2 separate regions of the Mus musculus genome follow, and region 1 is linked to region 2. Evidence: chromatin contacts called from public HiChIP or PLAC-seq data. All regions are on one chromosome and are shown on one strand. The core of a region is the stretch at or near the end of the contact, and the rest is flanking DNA. Distances in the headings are between cores, read along the strand shown.

Region 1 (2,877 bases), core at 19-2,518, 180 kb after region 2:
GTTTCAAAGCTTTACTGTTAGGAAGTTGGGGTGCTGTCAGTATATTAATCACTGCCCAAATTTCTCAGCAAGTTCTTGGGGATAAACTTTAACAGTAAAATTCTCAGCAGCAAAGAGGCTCTCAGCACTTGGCCACATTCCTTTCCAGGAAGGTCAGTACACTTTGCTGACAGCCGGCAAGGTATGAAAACATCCCCGTCACCACATCCTTCTCTGGACAGGGGACTATCCTTTATGTTCTTTCACTAATTTGGTAGACAAAAATAGTATTTCATTTTAATTTGCATTGATTTGATTGCTAGTGAGGTGGATCTTTTTCATGTAGTTGTGAAGCATTTGCTGTTTTCTGTCTTTGACTCTAGATGAAAGTGTATCTTATCTGAAAAATTAAAACTCTATCATCTGTACTATGATGCATTTTAGGATCTGTTTTTTTCATAGCCCCATACAGAGTTTTTATTGTTATATTATTAAATATGTCAATTTTGATCATACTAAATATGATCAATTTCTTTCTTTGCTCTTACGTGTGGTTAGAAAGGTTTCCGTCTTCCCTCTTGGGTCTTTATAAGTATAGTGGGACTTGGCTGCACCAGGCAGTCACCATTAAAGCTTTTCCTTCTAAAAAAAATGAAACTTCCAGATTGTGGATTAATGTCCTTTTTACTTTATATTCACAAGGCTTGGCATAGTTTGTGGCACATAATAGCTACTCAGGAAATAGTTCCTGAATAAATTGAATGCTGTGTGTCATGATTTGATATTTTCCTGCCTTCATAGCTTTCAATAAGTATAGAATAAAAATTTCCCCAAATTTGATAATTTGACACCTCTCAGTTATTAAAGAAAAATAATACTTGTGACCATTAGCTGCTTTTAGAAGACTCTAAACTTTCCACAGACTTAGCCGATGCTTATTAGCCCTCAAGCAGCCTAAGTCACCATTGTCCTTGTATATTAGTTGGAGCTTTGGGGTACAGCCTGGGTCTTGGGGTAATAATTTCCCCCTTTGTGAAATGTATTTCTATATTAGATGTGGAATGTATATTTTTCCATTGATTTCTACTTCTGCTCTTTATGCTCTAGGCAAGAGACTGAAATACCTAAGTGAATTAGTTAAGTTGCAATTGTAGCCTCCCATAAGACTGAAGCAGGCTGAGCCAGACCTTGACCTTGCTGCCACTAAGGAGATTATCTAGGGTGGAGCCTTCCTCCCTAGAAGATCACTCTATTGTTCTGCCACTAAGGCTGTTTGTCTTCAAGATACTGCTACCTGCTGAGAGGCCCCGAGCTATTCCGGAGACTGGAGACTGCGCCCTATCCTGAACGTCTTCACCTGCAGCTGGTTCCAGGCCCCAAGGATGAATTGGCGGGAATGGACTCCCCCGCCACCTCTTTTATAAAGCGTGTCCGCCATTAAACATTTGAACCTTGAGCAGACTAGTTGTCTTGGTTCCATTATTTCTCAATCAGCCTAGGCTCCCTCTTTTCTTTCAGTTCCAAGATGCCTTCCAGGCCCGAACCCGGACATGAGAGCCACAGGCCGATCCCAAGAGCAATGACATGGCCAGGCCCTTAAGATCATCACATCTGACAGACAAGCCTCACATTTTAAAATAGGTCAACCCACACACCTCCTTACTTTGGCTTCCCCTTTCCCATGGACCTACAGACATCCTCACTTGTGCAAAGAGTCTTAAGCTGCTGTATTTTTTTTTTCAACTTTGAGGGTTTTTTTTTACAATATTTTATTAGATATTTTCTTCATTTACAATTCAAATGCTATCCTGAAAGTCCTCTATACCCTCTCCCCACCCTGCTCCCCAACCTACTCACTCCTGCTTCCTGGCCCTGCCATTCCCCTGTATTGGGGCATATAAAGTTTGCAATACCAAGGGGCCTCTTTTCCCAATGATGGCCAACTAGGCCATCTTCTGCTACATATGCAGCTAGAGACACGAGGTACTGGTTAGTTCATATTGCTGTTCCTCCTATAGGGCTGCAGACCCCTTCAGCTCCTTGGGCACTTTCTCTAGTCCCTCCATTGGGGGCCCTGTGTTCCATCCAATAAAGTGAACATTATGTGGTGCTGACAACACACTGCTCTCATGCTGAGATTCATGTGCCCTCCCTCAGACTCAAATTCACCCTAGGAAGCAGAAAATGGGATCTGTGGAAGTTTCTTAGAAAAAGATATTGACTAAAGACCAGTGGTGCTCCCAGATTCACACTGCTCATGAATGTATACACAGGATGTCTCTTCATTGACTGTTCTCAAATAAATTTTCCTTCAGGACAGGAATAAAAGCATGTTGAACCTCATCTTTCTTATACCTTGTGTCAAGTTTCTGGAGTTTAGTAGATACTCAACAGAAATTTGGCAGTTTGGTAAATTGAATAGGGCCATGGGATTTGTGTAATAAAGGTCTGCCTAACAGGACTGTGGCTACACACACACACACACACACACACACACACACACACACTATTTCAGGAATGAGTTGGATGCTTTTATTCTGTACAAGTGAATCCACCCATAATCAAAGAGACCATTTCACCCAACATAATCAAGGATTTAGTTTAATTTTTTAAAGTTGTTCTCCTAAAAAACAATCCTGCAGAATGGAAACTAATGGAGTCGCTCTAAGGCATTAGAACACGCCAGCAGTTAATGTGCCTGGCAGGGCATCTTCCAGGCCAATTTATCTTACATTTCTCATTCTCTGTTTCTACTGTGGTAGCCTGCACAAAAACCTTCGACAGGCAAATGAAATTTGTGTGGTATGGCCTCACTGAGGAATAGGTATGACCCCAAAGCAGTGTTTCCTACTTTTATTTCTCATCCAGAGGGCAAGATTAACACACATATGTAATAAA
Region 2 (3,033 bases), core at 76-2,575:
TACATTAAAAATATGCTTTTTCAGGATGGGAGGAAAGTCAATAATGTGCATGCAAGCACAAGGACAAGTTTGGCTTCTAGAAGAAGATTTTTTTTTTTAAAGTTAGGTGGGTAGTACACACATATAATTCCAGCATGGGGAGGTGGGGGGGGGGGTTAGAAGGGGAAGAAGTAGGAAGGAGGAAGAGAGCAGAAACTGGTGGGTCTCTAGAACTCAAGGTTTACTGGCCAGCTAGCCTGGCCTGCTAAGCAAGTGCCAAGGTAGTGTGAGATCCTGTCATTATGAAAAAAAAAAAAAAAAAAAGGACAAACACCCATCCCAAAAATCCAACAGTGTCTGAGGAGTGACACCTGAGTTTGTCCCCTCCTTCCGCATTTATATATACATTTGAGAATGTGCACATACAAACACATACCCCCATATGCCTCTCTTAATTTTTCTCTTAGATATATATTGACGTAAGTGCCATATACCAACACTAAAAAATATACTGCAATATTGAAGACGGCGTTATGTATAATAGCCCCAAATCAGAAAAGGAAAAAAACAAAACAAATAACCCAGATATTATTTATTCATTTTGCTTTTACAGCAGAGGACTGCTTGGTCTGGACTCAGTGAGAGAAGATGCATCTAACCCTGAAGAGACTTGAAGCCCCAGGGAGTGGGGATGGAGGTGTGGGGGTGTGGACATCCTCTTGAAGATGGGAGGTGAGGTATGGGATGAGGAACAGCCAGAGGGTAGACTGGGATAGGAGAGGTGGGGGGCAGGGGATAAAGACTGGACTATAAAAAAAGATTAAAGAATTAAAGAAAAAGCTTTTTAAAAATTTATTTATTTTATGTTTATGAGAGTTCTGTTTACATGTATGTTTGTGTATTACACGTATGCCTGATGTCCTTTGTGGTCAGAAGAAGATATAGGATCCCCTGGAACTGGACTTTGGATGGTTGTGAGCTGCCGTGTGAATGCTGGGGACTCAAACCTGGGTCCTTTTCAAGAACAAATGCTTTTAAATGCTGAATCATTTCTCAGGCAGCATGGTTTTTCTTTTTTGTTGTTTGTATTTTGTTTTGTTTTGAGACAGGGTTTTGGGATATAACCCTGTTTGGCCTCAACCCCACAGCAGTCCTGATTCAGCCTCTTGCTCGCTGGGATTACAGACAGGAGGAACCAAGCCCAACCCTAGACAAATGGTGATATAATGATGCAATGGGCCACTCCCCAGCAAGAAGCAGCAATGAGTCACAGCACCTGTAACCATCCGCAGCAATCACTAGGATAAAGGATTGGATGAAAGACACTGGGTGAGTTTATATTGCACTAAGAGGCTTTACTGGATAAACCATTTCTAGTAAATAAGATAAGCAAGGGGTGAGTAATGGCTGCAGGCTATGAGTAAGATCACAGCCTCGCTGATAATCATCTGTATCTGCATTATGTGGTGATTTCCTCACTTCTGCCAAATTCAGTCAAATAAATTCTTTAGATTTGTACACTTTCTGATAAGCATGCTGTATTTTAAAAAGCTGTACTACAAATCTCTTACTCTCTTACTAGACTATGGAGTGCAGTCTCCCCACCGACTCACATCTTTGTATTAAAGCTCAAGGTACGGAGCAGTGGAACTCTTTCACCATTTTGATATTTAAAGTGTGCTGGGCTGTCCTCAACTAAGAGAGGGTTTGTCAGCCTCTGTTGACACTCAAGTTCTGCTGTCCCTTTGTGTCCACCAGATCAAGGTCAATGCCTACTAACTGATAAAAGGCTTGTTAGGAAATTTGGCTGAGATAGGACCAGAAGGCTGAAAGCCTATCAATTGGCATTTTAACTTGTGAGGGTGATCTGAGGCACCCTAGGGGAAGATCCACTGTGTGGAAGGAGAATGCAAAGATCAGATAGACATTTCTCCTGGCTGGAGGGCAGGCTCCAAAGGTGTGGCTGCTATGCAGAACAGATAATGGCCAAAGGCATGCAAGGACTTCAGGAGAGTTGAGGTCAAGGGATAATCCATTCATTCAAGTATTTATTGAGTGTCTGTTCTTGGACAGGGATTGTTAGGCACTGTTAACAACGATTGAGCAAACATCTCAGGGACATAGATTCATAACGGCTATGCCACAATGAACAGGGTTCATTTTTTTTTTCTCCTCACTTAGCACTCCCTTTTCTGGGAATGCATCTCCTGTGTTAATGAGTGTATGCCTATATTTACCTTATAAAAAAAGTCACAGTCTTTATTTGTAAATATTGTATTCTGCTGACACAAGGCCTGGTAAGAGAGTCAGGGAGTCTTGACAGATTCATCCACATTTCCATTTCTTTCCTCTATAATCAACATTATACATTTGTAAGAAATTTGGGCAATAAATAGCAACCAGGAGTGTGTAAGCTTATACGTGACTTGTACCAATGCCAGCTGTATGCAAGCTTTGCCCATATAGTGTGGCATGAATTATTCAACACCTCTATGTTAAATGGCCATTTTTGGAATCTAGTCTGTATATTTGAAGTTTTTGCATTTTAAGTGGTAGACTTAATTTGTGCTTATCCTGAAACTATAATTGCTATCCTGACATGCTGCCTTTAGCAAAGTATGTATTCTTATCCATGAAAAGTACATTTTAGAATGATGGCGTGACTTTTAAGCATACACACACACACACACACACACACACACACACACACACACACGTACACACTGATACCATATAATTATATTGTGGCAATCCTGTGCACATGGCATACTCAGAAATTTCCTTCACACCTGAAGAGCCAGAGACCTTACAAATAAAATGCAGACTGAACTTAAGCAAATTACAATATAAATTAAGGGTGCAAAAGTAAAAGAGTCATAAATGTAGCGATATAAAGTGGTGACCAGAGGCTGGGCTTGAGGTCAGGCAAGTTGAATGCAGAACTGAGTTCAGCTACTCATTAGCTGTATGGTTTTGAACAATGTACCTCTCACAGTCAGGCTCTGACTTGTATGTGAACTAGGGCTTATTACATTGCTTGTCTCCTAGAGACTA

What was found. HiChIP or PLAC-seq counts read pairs in DNA pulled down with a chosen protein or histone mark.
Region 1: an H3K27ac HiChIP or PLAC-seq map of embryonic stem cells shows a contact between it and region 2, with 10 read pairs. The contact joins two enhancer-like sites. A contact is called at or near these places in 1 of 484 Hi-C or Micro-C datasets (embryonic stem cells) and 5 of 115 datasets of contacts at active chromatin or transcription factors (embryonic stem cells, epiblast stem cells and stem cell-derived neural progenitor cells).

What each region holds. Positions count from the first base shown.
Region 1 is chr19:14,834,558-14,837,434 of GRCm38.p6, forward strand. No RefSeq gene overlaps it. Among named protein-coding and RNA genes, the nearest start is that of Tle4, 240 kb to the left of the region's middle. Within about 2 kb of position 1,269, at least 12 of the 459 cell types and tissues checked have an H3K27ac peak or open chromatin away from gene starts, as enhancers often do. A contact at or near this core is called in embryonic stem cells, where this site is marked.
Region 2 is chr19:14,654,251-14,657,283 of GRCm38.p6, forward strand. No RefSeq gene overlaps it. Among named protein-coding and RNA genes, the nearest start is that of Tle4, 58 kb to the left of the region's middle. Within about 2 kb of position 1,326, at least 36 of the 459 cell types and tissues checked have an H3K27ac peak or open chromatin away from gene starts, as enhancers often do. A contact at or near this core is called in embryonic stem cells, where this site is marked.